4 separate regions of the Sus scrofa genome follow, and all the other regions are linked to region 1. A link is a contact called in public HiChIP or PLAC-seq data. All regions are on one chromosome and are shown on one strand. Each heading gives the region's core, a stretch centred on a gene start, on an enhancer-like site or on the middle of the called end of the contact. The rest is flanking DNA. Distances are from core to core; before and after follow the strand shown.

The links. HiChIP or PLAC-seq counts read pairs in DNA pulled down with a chosen protein or histone mark.
Region 2: an H3K27ac HiChIP or PLAC-seq map of alveolar macrophages shows a contact between it and region 1. The contact joins the promoter of JDP2 here to the promoter of NEK9 in region 1. A contact is called at or near these places in 1 of 5 promoter capture datasets (liver), 6 of 47 Hi-C or Micro-C datasets (adipocytes, alveolar macrophages, embryonic fibroblasts and 2 more) and 2 of 2 datasets of contacts at active chromatin or transcription factors (alveolar macrophages and skeletal muscle).
Region 3: an H3K27ac HiChIP or PLAC-seq map of alveolar macrophages shows a contact between it and region 1. The contact joins the promoter of PROX2 here to the promoter of NEK9 in region 1. A contact is called at or near these places in 3 of 5 promoter capture datasets (fetal liver, liver and skeletal muscle) and 1 of 2 datasets of contacts at active chromatin or transcription factors (alveolar macrophages).
Region 4: an H3K27ac HiChIP or PLAC-seq map of alveolar macrophages shows a contact between it and region 1. The contact joins the enhancer-like site here to the promoter of NEK9 in region 1. A contact is called at or near these places in 4 of 5 promoter capture datasets (fetal skeletal muscle, liver and skeletal muscle), 19 of 47 Hi-C or Micro-C datasets (adipose tissue, blood, embryonic fibroblasts and 7 more) and 2 of 2 datasets of contacts at active chromatin or transcription factors (alveolar macrophages and skeletal muscle).

The regions. Positions count from the first base shown.
Region 1 is chr7:98,320,655-98,323,647 of Sscrofa11.1, forward strand. It overlaps NEK9 (serine/threonine-protein kinase Nek9), which reads right to left and starts at 1,418. Exons shown (of 22, transcript XM_003356752.4): 1 at 1,045-1,418. The coding sequence starts at 1,263.
Region 2 is chr7:98,572,885-98,575,877 of Sscrofa11.1, forward strand. JDP2 (jun dimerization protein 2) reads left to right here and starts at 1,502. Exons shown (of 4, transcript XM_021099535.1): 1 at 1,502-1,659. It also overlaps the pseudogene LOC110261758.
Region 3 is chr7:98,073,204-98,076,196 of Sscrofa11.1, forward strand. PROX2 (prospero homeobox protein 2) reads right to left here and starts at 1,619. Exons shown (of 3, transcript XM_013989170.2): 1 at 872-1,619. The coding sequence starts at 1,619.
Region 4 is chr7:98,487,758-98,490,750 of Sscrofa11.1, forward strand. No RefSeq gene overlaps it. Among named protein-coding and RNA genes, the nearest start is that of FOS, 40 kb to the left of the region's middle. Within about 2 kb of position 1,539, at least 8 of the 83 cell types and tissues checked have an H3K27ac peak or open chromatin away from gene starts, as enhancers often do. A contact at or near this core is called in alveolar macrophages, where this site is marked.

The sequences.
Region 1 (2,993 bases), core at 168-2,667:
TATAAAATAGGAATATTAATGCTCATCTCTTCTTTCTCATAGTGCATTTGGAAAACCGAATTTTAACAGTAACTCTATATATTAATTTTGCAACCACTTCTCTCCTCCTCCATCTTTTAGCCTTAAAAGTATGCTAGCTTGGAACACAAAACAGCACTGCAGATAATCATCTTCAGCAACCCCATAAGGTTCTGATTGATGCTTAACTATTCCAAGACTACAGTTTTAAGCCTTTAGTGATCAAATCGAGTTTATGGTTAGCTTTTGGAAGGAGAGTCACCACTACAGGGTTTTAATCAGTACACATTCTGAATCTGAGGATCAATAATCCACGAATCTCTTCAATGGATGTGTATATGTGTAATAATGGATTGGTGGGAGGCAATGTTTACATTAGATTCTCAAAGAAGTCCTTATCCCTGGCAAAGTTAAGAACTAATGGCTTAGAATACACCAAAAAAAAAAAAAAAAAAAAAAAAAAATCCCATGCATAAACGCTGCTGGATGAGGAAGAAACCGACACAAGACAATCTTCCCAGCGACATTCGAGAAAAATCTCGAACTCAATGTTCACATCTAAACTCAAAGCTATGGCAAAGATAGCGGGGTTGACATGGATGTGGGAAATTTGAAGCTATCCCCTCCTCTCCACCCCGACCTTGGAGAGCTGTACAGAATGAGAGGGGAAGGAAGTTTTGACGAGATCTAACACTCGTATACCATTTTAATATACAATTTGGAAAGAATCCCCGTTCGATTCTCAAAACAACCTTAAAAAAATAAACATTACTTTTAAGGCAGATAGTTACCACTAACTCCAACTTACAGATGGGGAAACTAAGGCTTAGAGAAGGTTCAATGACTTGCGTTTAAGAAAAAAAAAAAATGACCAGTTAGTAAAACCAGCGATCCAACCAACTCTGAGGGCAAGTGAGGTGGCCGAGTGGTGAGGACCCCGAGACACATAACTGCGGGCGCCCTGACACTAAGTAAGGACGAGGCGCGGGGAGAGCCGGGCCGCGCAGGCGGGACGGGGGCGGCTACCTCGGTGCGGCGGTACAGCGTGGCTTCCCCGAAGGCGCCGCGTCCCAGGACGCGGATGGGGATGTAGTGCAGCTCCTCCTGCTCCGCCGCGCCGCCGCCGGCTCGCGGCCCCGGACCCGCGTTGGGCCCCGGGCCCGCGTCCCCGCCACCCCCCGACTCGCTCCCAAAGTCCGAGTTGAGGGAATCGCAGTGTCGCTCGTACTCGCCCAGCACCGACATGGCGGCGGCGGCGGCGGCGGCGGGACCGGCCTGCGTGTCCCCGGCGGTGCTGGCGGCGCTGCGCCGCTCCCGCTTCAGACACCGACCCGCGGCTTCGCCAGCCCCGCCACCCCGCGAGGCTCCATGGTGGCTCCTTCCCCCCTGACCCGGAAGCAGCTGCGGGTGCTTCCGGCCCGGCGGGGGTTTCCTCCGCCTTCGCCCGCCAGCTCGCTTAGCCTCGGGGCCAAGACTTCTCTCCTTCCCGGTTGTGAGGAAAACGAGGCCTCGGGCGGAGTTGGTAGCACTTCGTGGGGGCTGCATGGAGCCAAAGGGCTCTGGCAGGGGCAGGGACATCACCGACCGGTCTAAAGACCCCTCGGCTGAGCCCTGGCCAGGTCCCCAGACAGTTTTGAGGTGCAAAGGTTGTTCAGTCTCATCTTGGCCACAGACCTATTTCAACGGCAGTGGCTGGGGAAGCAGTCTCTTTCAACGTCAGATAGCGCCCTTTGTTTAGAAAGAGGTTATAGTAAAGACACACGAAGAGTAAAGATAAGCAGAAATACTTGCCCCCCCACCCCCACCCCACCCTGTCATCTCAGTCAGTGCACCGGTTACTTCTTCCAGAACTACCCTGGGTCCTTCCCTTTTCCACACAATTCTAGGTGTTTTAAGTCAACTATCATGACAATCTCCCCCTCTTTTTCAGATTTCACATTCTTCCATGTCTTTAAAAATCTTTGCCCATCTAGTCCCGCGATTCTTCGAACACCAGGTGCAAGATACTGCATTTGGAGGTGGGGATCTGCAAAGAGATGCTTCCTGCTCTCAAGTCACTAAGAAAATTGTGATAGAGTGGAAACATGTTCCATCCGTTTTGTGACCGTGGGCAAGTTACATCTCCAAGGTTGTCTTTCAGTCGTAAAGTTGTGGGACTATGAGGTTGTCTTTCAATTGTAAGGTTGTGGCAATATGACCTACAGAGGTAACAGCTAACATTTATTATGTTCCTGGCACTATGCTAAAGGTTTTTGTTGTTGTTGTTGTTGTTTTTGTTTTTGCCATTTCTTGGGCTGCTCCCGTGGCATATGGAGGTTCCCAGGCTTGGGGTTCAATCTGAGCTGCAGCCGCTGGCCTACGTCAGAGCCACAGCAACGCGGGATCCGAACCGAGTCTGTAACCTACACCACAGCTCACGGCAAAGCCGGATCCTTGACCCACTGAGCAAGGCCAGGGATCGAACCCAAAACCTCATGGTTCCTAGTCTGATTCGTTAACCACTGAGCCACGACGGGAACTCTGCTAAAGGTTTTCTTTTCATGTATCATCCCATTTAATCCTCGTAGCATACAGAAGGAACTGAGAGGGGTTAAGTAACCTGCTGTGTTACACAGCTAGTGAGGGAGCCAAAGCCAGCAACATGGCAGTGGAAAATTGGAGATTTTTAAGCAGGGGAGTGTATTATTTTTGTGACTATATGTCCCGGTTTGCTGGGGCAAGTCACAATTTGTACCTTTTCCTCTAGCATAATAGTCTCCTTTTGCTCACGTGCCCAGCTCAGACAATAAACAATATGGTTACTTTATATAATACCAAAGCTATATTTTACCAAGAACTCTGATGGCAAAATGAAAGACAAAGACTGGAGGCCAGAAGACAGGCACTGAGGTACTATCAGTGTGAATGGAGATGGGGCCCAATTTAAGAAATCCGAACTGAGGGAGTTCCTGCTGTGGCAAGCAATTAAAGGATCT
Region 2 (2,993 bases), core at 252-2,751, 250 kb after region 1:
CTTTTTTTGGGGTGCACCTGCGGCATGTGAAAGCTCCCGGGCCAGGAAATGAACCCATCCCACAGCAGTGACCCAAGCCACAGCAGTGACAACTCCAGATTCTTAATCCACCAAGCGCCCCCCTCCCCGAACCCCATTCAGGACTTTTTTAGTTGCAGGTAATAGGAAACCTAAATTTAAACTGCCTTAGGCTGGGTCACTTGCTCCTCCCTGAGAGCTAGAGGTAGATCAGCTCCAACCAGCAAGGCAGGGCGAAGCAGACCAACATCTATATAAATGAGCCAATTTATGGCCCCTCCATCCAGCCACTTCCAGAGGCGATGACTACACAGAGGGGTCTAGTAGGGGGCAATGTGGCTGGAGATTTTGAAGCTGTGTTTACACAGTATTCTATATAAAATTAAAAAGCATCCATATCAAATAATGGAGGAGACCTAATGGATATTATAGAAAGATGGAGGGGGTTAAAGACCTCCAAGTTACCCCTTGGTGCCACCTGGAAGCATATTTAATTTGCGAGTGAAGCAAAGGTCCATTCGTACTGCAGTGGCCCAGCCACGTCCAAAGCAGGCCCTGGAGAGGATCACTCGAACCACACAGTAATTACTGGTCCCCACACATAGATCAGTTTAGTTTTTCCAAAGTCCCAGATGAAGACGCATAAAGTAACACAGCCCCTGTTCAGTGTTTTCTTCCATATAAATGTTCAGACCCAGTCTCTTCTTTTTTTAAGGGCCACACCCTCGGCATGTGGAAGTTCCCAGACTAGGGGTCAAATCGGAGCTGCAGCTGCCAGCCTACATCACAGACACAGCAAGGCAGGATCCAAGCCGCATCTTCAACCTATACTGCAGCTTGTAGCAACACCCGATCCTTACCCACCGAGCGGAGCCAGGGATCCAACCCCATCCTCATGGATACTAGTCGGGTTCGTTACCACTGAGCCACAACGGGAACTCCCAGACCACAGTCTCACGGGGGAAACGTCGGAAGGCGGGCTCGTGGTAGTCAGCTTTGATCTTCATGCTGTAGTCAAGGTGTCGTTGACCTTTCTGGGGCTGAGAGTCATGTTCTTCCACAAGACTGTGAAATTACTACACATTTTCCATTGTTCAATCTTTTAGGACCAAGGCGAAGGTGAAAATGGTCAGTCAATGTCATTGGGACTTGCTCTGTCTATCCTCCCATAAGCCCAGTCCTCTGATCCAGAAAGATTTCCCTACATTGAGGCAATAAGGAGAACAGGACCTCACCGTCCTCCCCATGAAGAGACGTGCTCCCTGGCCTCTGCTCCCTTGCCGCATCTATCTCAAGACTTGTTGCTCTCTCTCTGAGCATCTGCACTCCAAGAAGGCATGAACTTTTTCTTTCACTTCCTTTCTTCTATGGGTGATGATCTGACATCACTGCGAAAGGGAGGCTGAAGGAAGCTGAATATAAACAGAGTCACTCCCCTGTGGCTGAGGCAAAAGGCAGGGGGTGGCTGAGCACCCAGGGGGTCTGGAGGGAGGACATGCATCGCTCAGTGCCAAGGTCTCGGATGCCACATGTGTGCTTGAGGGCTCCGTGTGCCTGTGCCTTTATATACTGAAGGCACTGAGGAGGACACATTTCCTCTGGAGTCACCCCCAACCATCTCCCAATGTAGGAGGACGAAAGGTAGGAGCTGAATTGGCAGTGGAAGTTGTAAATGGGGAAGAAGGTCATTTGGCTTGGGGCTGGCTCAGGGGAGTGTCCTGAGCAGAAAGAGGCTGCTGGAGCGGGACACACAGCACAGGGGTCAAACTGTGAGAACCACCTGGAAAGCCGCGGCTGGGGCTGCAGCCCAAGGACGGCAGGTCTCTTGCCCTGAGCCACCCTAGGGCTTAAGCGCAGCTGTGATGACCTGGTGGGCTAGTGGGTAGGGGGTGGAGGTACCCAAACGTCTTAATCCTCTGTTCATCTTCTGCACAGAAAAATGAAACAGGCTTGCGAGATCATTTCCTCACTCAGTGCTGAAGTGTCCAAGGATGAAAAAGTGTGTTGAAATTCTCCTTTCTCTTCTCTTCTCTGTCTCTCTGTCTCTCTGTCTCTGTCTGTCTCTGTCTCTGTCTCTGTCTCTGTCTCTCTCGGTTTGGGAAAAAGAGCTAAGGACTAAGGAGGATGGTTCCACACAGGCAACATCTGCTTCAAGGGGCTTTTCCACTTGTCCCGCGCTGCCTTCTCACTCCTCTCGGCCGGACCCGTGTTTCTGGGTGGAAGCCGGGCGGCTGTGCGCTGGAGATGCTCTTACATAACCGCCCGCCGCGTCCTGCTTTCTCGCGCGCTCCTGCACCGCGGGCTGGGAGAACCGGGGACAGCGATGGAACCCGGGCCGGCGCTGCGGGGCCGGGGCCGCCCCCGCGGGGAGAGGAGCGCGAGGAGGAGGGCGCGAAAGGCGGCGGGGGAGGTGAAGGTCAGTGGGTGCGAAGCGCCGGATCCACACCCCCCTCCTCCCCTGTCCCCTCCTTCCCTTCCTCTCCGTCCCCCTCTGACGTCTGGAGTTGGCAGCTCGGCCGGTTCCGCATTCCCGACCCCTCCCCGCCGCCCAGGGGCCGCTATATAGCCGGGGCTGATGCAACCCGTCCCGCCGCCCGCCACAGCCTGCGGGAGGGACGCTCGGCGGCCGCGACGGGGGGCGCTGGCGGCGGCGGACGCTGCAGCGGCGGCGGGGCTGGCGCCGCGGCGGCTCCCGGGCCGGGACAGGCCTGGGCACCGGGCGGAGCTCGGCAGCCGGGCGGCAGCGGCGCTGAGCGGGCACGGCGCCTGCAGCCGGGCCCCGGCCCCGGGGGCGCCGCCTCCGCCCGCGGCTTCTGCACGGTGGGTGCGAGGGCGCGCGCCGGGGGGCGCCGGACCGGGCAGGGTGGGGCGCGCCGGCCGCGGGCACCTGGGACGATCGCCCCCGAGCGGGCTGAGCGCGCGGGGACCCGGAACCCGCGCCCCGCGGGGAGGCTCCCGCAACCCCGGGACCCCGC
Region 3 (2,993 bases), core at 369-2,868, 250 kb before region 1:
CAAACACATCCTTTCAGACCCAAAAGACTAAGTCAGTAGTGGTAGAATCTGATGTGTCAGGGAGGAAGGGAAAGGAACTTTCCAGCATCCTTAAATCCCAGAATGTGGACACTGCTTTCTTGGGAAGATAACATATATGAGCCTAGGGATTGAGTGGGCCCGAAAGACTTAGTAAGGAGACCACTGGGGAAGCGAGCTGTTCCCTACGCCAGGTAGTTCTTTGTTCCCACCTCCCCTCATTGTCCTGTCTCGGGCTCCTGTTTCTCTGGGCTGTGACAATGAGAACGTCAGTGACTAGTAAAGGATACGTGGGCTGAAGAGAAAGGAAGGGCGTCCATGGCGGCCTGCGGGCCCCCCTGCTCCATTTTCACCGAGGGAATGATGGGCAGTCTTTCCAGACAGGAGGCCATGAAGGGCCAGGGGCACTGCTGCCGGCTCAGAGCCAGCGGTCGCAATGTGGCAGCTCCCCAAGGTCGCAGGGCCGCCTCCGACGAGGGGTGACTCTGGGGAGACGAGTCCTGGGGAAGACTGCTGCTCCAGTGGCCACCGGGTCCCTGGCCCAGGAGCTGGCTGACAGTCTGATCTTCCTGGACGTGGGCAGGCACAGTCAAGGGACAGTTTGCTGGGGGACCCGGATAGGGTTTGGGGAGCATTCTTGGAGAGACGGGGAACCTGGGAGAATCTAGAGCCTTGGCCAGAGGCAAGTTTCCCAGCGGCCCCCCCACCTGTGGCTGGGCCCTCCTGGGCAAGGCAGCCGGAGAAAGTTGGTCTTTCCAGGCACCTGCCTCAGGAGATGACGGCTCGTCTGGCACCAGCCCCTGGAAGCGTCTGCTCAGCTGAGTCAGGGGCCCTGGTGGATCCAGTAGCAGCTTTTGTAATACTGAGTCTACAGCCTGGGATATTGCCCCCGTCAATTCTTTCTTCAGAATCACCAGCAAAGCCCGTGCTCCAGAAGGAAGGAACCTGGCTTCCTCAGACTGATATGTGACCTCAGACACGGTCTGTTTCTCCACCCTGGAGAGGGCCCCGCTGGAACCCTGGAGGTGGTCACTGTCCATAGCCCAGGGCTGAGACCCATAGCCATTCATCTGCTTTACCCTCAGAGGGCCCGTCCCCGTGTCACAGCCTCCTGGGCCCTCCTGGGCCCTCCTGGGCTCAGCAGCCTGCAGGAGGTGCTCTTGCAGGTGTCTTAGCTGTTGCTTCAGCAGGTGAAGCTGTTCTCTCACCCGAGGGCTCCCCTTCCTGCTGCCCCGGTCCCCGGCAGGGCCTGGCCTCAGGGGGCCTTGCTGCGCAGGAAGGCTCTGCTTCCTCTTCCGCTCCTGGGCCTTCTCTGGGCAGCAGGGGCTGTCCCTGGCTGGGGCACTGCCTGGCACCAGAGGGTTAGGGGAGAGGCACATGCCTCGGACAATGGTCTCTACTCTGGCCCTCTTTGCCTGGACGTGCTCATCCCAAAACCAGTCAGGGTCGGCCAGGCTGGAGCTGGGGGCCTGGGTCCAGGGAAAGGGAGAGTGTCTGCCCTGCTCCCCAGGGGCCGGGCTCCCTCCATCTTCCATACACGGTTCGGCCCGGTGCGAGCAGGCCTGGGACGGATGAGCAAGCAAGCCGGAGTTTGGATCCATCCTTAGCTCCACAGAGGCTGTTAGTCAGGGTCACGTGAGAGAATCCCTCCTCCTGAGGTTCTCAGCGGGAGGTGCACCCGGGAGCTGGGGGCTTCTCCTCTTCACTTGGAGGAAGGATTCAGACTCCGGAGTCCCAGGGCTTATTCACCTCCTGGGCAGACTCTGAAATGGGAGACAGGAGAAAACAGTACCTGTGACTTTGAACACACTTTTCAAACTTGTTTGTGTGGAAGGATCCCCTTTGAATCCTGTTAAAATGCAGATTCTGACTCAGCAGGTCTGGGGTGGGGCAGAGAATCTGCCTTCGTAATCAACTCGCAGGTGATGCTGTTGGTCCAGACCACACTTTGGGGAGGAAGTTCCTAAGAGCGATCCTCTAAGGAGAAGATTCTTCTGCCGGGGTAACAGGAAAATAATCCATAATAATAATAACAACAGAAATGGCAGCTAACGGCATAACTGCATTGTGCCAAGAACATTACATGCATTACCCAACTGAATTCTCCTAACAGCTCTGAAGGAATGTGGTCATTCCTATTTTACACATAAGGAAACAGGCTCAGAGGAGTTAAGTTACCTCCCTACAGTTAGTGCGAGGCTGGAATCAGAACAAGATGTTTCTGGATTCAGAGTGACAATCTGGAACAGAATCACCCTGCCCACTTGTTAAAAATAGCAAATTCAATGGGTCCACCAGTCCTGCTTAATCAGAATCCCTCAGCTGCCCGGGGCCAAGGCACCTGCCTTTGAAATAAGCAAACTAAAGTTTGAGAACCTACTGTTTGACCACAACTCTGTCTCGCTCCTGGAAGAATCAGATTACGCAGTCATAGTTCAACATTTCACAGCACTTATTAAGCACCGACTATACACCAGGCCTTCTTCTGGGCTTTTGGATAGTCGGTGATGAACAAGACAGCAGCCTTGCTCTTGCGGAGCTGGATTCTAGCAGGGGAAGAAAGAATCAGTAAGTATATTTTCAGGTTGTGATAACTGTTGTGAAGAAGAAGCACAAGAGATAAAAGCTCTGGGATGAACGAGGGCCCATTGAAAGGTAATGAGCAATATGGCCTTATTTAGTTTTATCTTTTTTTTTTTTTTTGTCTTTTTCTAGGCCCACTCCTGCGGCATATGGAGGTTCCCAGGCTAGGGGTCTAATCAGAGCTGTAGCCACCAGCCTATGCCAGAGCCACAGCAACGCAGGGTCTGAGCCATGTCTGCCACCTATACCACAGCTCATGGCAACCCCAGATCCTTAACACACTGAGTGAGGTCAGGGATTGAACCTGCAACCTCATTGTTCCTAGTCGGATTCGTTAACCACTGAGCCACGATGGGAACTCCTGGCCTTATTTAGTTTTAAAAAGATCATTC
Region 4 (2,993 bases), core at 289-2,788, 170 kb after region 1:
TACAGTAGTCACAACACCAGATCCTTAACCATTAGGCTGCCAGGGAACTCCAGGTTCTTGCATTTTGGTATGAACAAAATGCACATTTTGCTGGTTTAAAACATTTTTAAAAATGATTTAAGCTGTGCCCTACCATCTATTCGGGTGAGAATTTTGACTGAGAAAGATATAAAAACATGTTCTGGTCTCAGAGACAGGAGGTTTGGCTCGGCAACTGACTTGTATGATCTGGAGCAAGTAACTTAAGCTTCCTGATCCTCAGTTTCCTGGCCTCCAGAAGGGGATTTGTGCCGAGAAAAGAATTGGTACTGTGCCTGGCATACAGGGGTGTTTGATATGGTTGACATGTTGATGGCAATTGGAAAAACATTAAATAAAAATCCAAGGCATATAGCATGAAGCCTGCTTTATAAGGCTCACCTATGACATTTCAGGGGCGTTTCAGCCAGTGTCAGACTGATGAGGAATATGATCTAGGTTGGTGGTGGGTGTTCCCCTGCCCCCCACCTCAAGGCCATGTTCACTGTCTAGGAAGGACTTCTGAAGGACGGCAGCAGTAAAAACATGTATCAATTTGTCTTTCAGAAACAGGCAATATCTCAATGTGTCCAGCTCCTAAAATAGCACATTTGCGCCTTTAAAAATTCTGTGGTTTAAATAAAAATCAATGGCAGGGGAAAACGAAAAGGCACAGGATATCTGAATTGGAATAAATTTGAATTGTATTGCAACTAGGGGGTCTCGCAATTTTCTGCCCCGTGGCTCATAACTTTTCGGAGCCTCAGTTTTTCCAAGTATTGACACTCCTCAAGATAAAGTGGGGCAAAAAGCAATATATGGGCAAGTTTTAGCTTAGGGCCCCAGTCATAATCATTAATACCCTTTATGAGGTTGTATATTTGAGGTGGCCTGGAACACAGGTTTTGAGGTTAGGTCTGGGTTAGACTTCTGGTTCTACCCTTCGGCTCTGCTACCTTGGGAAAGTTATTTTGTCTCAAGGGGTTTGTGCAGCCTAAGCACTAAGGTGTGTGATATCTGGCTTAGAGCAGGCATCCAACATTATAATGAGGTTCTCCTTGCCGCCTCCTGGTCTCATCACTCTTTGGCTTTTTGATCCTTGTAGAGCCTGAACCACATAACATAGCACTTGATTATACACTGCCTTATATTGTCCTCTTGTTTTTTTCTCACATGCTCAACTCTGGCTCTTTTCATGAAGCTCAGGTCCTTGAAGGTGCCACCTGGGATGTAGATTTCTTTAGTATTCCCTCCAGGAACTCCTATGTGTACATGCTCCATAAATCTTTCCTGCCTTGAATTGAGTCTGATCGATGGGTCTTTCCCCAATGATTTCTCAAGGCTTCACCCAGATTGAGCTGAAACCCTTGGGAAAAATTGCAGCTGCCTGCCTAAGTCCCCAGTGACTGGAGCTGTTGGCTTTGCTGAAAATGACAAATGGAGAAGCTCAAGGGCCTGAGTGCCACCGCAGGCATCGGACAGCTAAGGAGAGGGGGCTGCTCAGCCCCCCTCCCTGTCTCTCCCAGCCACCTGACTCAACAGCAGTGCCTGTGGCTTTGTGGGACAGCTGTGGCCTTAAATGGCACCAGAGCTTAAGACGCTTCCCTTATTTACATAGCCGCTGTTTTAATGCCTAAGAGCAGTCCTTCTGTGGTCCCAGTAGGTAATCCGAATGAAAAGTTAAACAAACACGAACAAAGTGAGGGAGGGGTAGGGTAAGGATCTGGCTGCAGATTTTCAACATTCGCCTTTTGTTTCTCCAAAAGAATATGCCATTTAAAAGGGGAACTTTCCACCCTCCCAATTCCTCAATTATTTCGAATAGTTTACCCACTAGAAGAAGGACTAGAGACTCATTAAAGTCAAATAGTTGACCTTCAGTGTTGGGGCAGAGCTGAGGGATGGGTATGCTAATTTGCATATCTAAAGTAGCTTGTGAGTGTATTTGCATAATTCAAGACTGTAGTATGGGTATCAGGCTACTTTGTAGAACCCAAATCTTTTTTTTTTCCCTTTTGATTTTAGGGGTTGTAAAGTCCTTTGTTCATGCACTAATTTAACAAATATTTATTGAGCTAGGGGCTGGGTCCTGTGACTATCAGGTTTATTCACTGGGCAAATATATGTTAAATCCCCTACAGGCAGGCCCTGTGTCAGGTGCTGGGGACAGAAGCATGAATGAGATAGGTATGGGGTCTAGCTCTGCAGACCCAGTGGGGATTAAGAGGCAAATGAATGGCCAGTATAATGTATAGTGCAAATTGCTAGGAGGGATTTCACAGGTTGCTAAGGAAGTTCTCAGTGAGAATCCCAGATCTAGACTTGGGAGTTCAGGAGGAAGTCACAGCTAAACTAAGCCTGATAGAAAAATAGGGCGAGTTCCCATTGCGGCTCAGAGGTAACAAACCTGATTATTATCCATTAGGATGAAGGTTCGATCCCTGGCCTTGCTCAGTGGGTTAAAGGATACGGCTTTGTTGTGTACTGTGGTGTAGGCTGCACACTTGGCTAGGATCTGGCATTGCTGTGGCTGTGGCATAGGCCAGTGGCTATATCTCGGATTCATCCCCTAGCCTGGGAGCTTCCATATGCCATGGGCGTGGCCCTAAAAAAAAACGAAAACCAAAAAAAACCACAAAAACTCCCTGCACACACACAACTCTAAAAATAGGAGCTGGCCGGGTGTGGAGGTGGCTGTAGTGAGACAGGAGGGAAACTCTTTATAGACAGAGGATGTACGAAAGAATGGGAGGAGATAGGCTAGGTTACGCTGCAGTAAAAGAACTGCTCCCCCCACAAAGTAGCTTAACACGAGAACTGTTTCTTTCTCCCTCAAGAGAAGTTTGATGTGCATTCAGGGCAACTGTCCTCCATGTGGTGACTCAGTGATCCAGGATGCTTCCATCTCAAGACTCCACCATTTCAATATGTGGCTGAGGAAGAAGAGAGAGGGAGAAGCATTGGAAATTTATAGC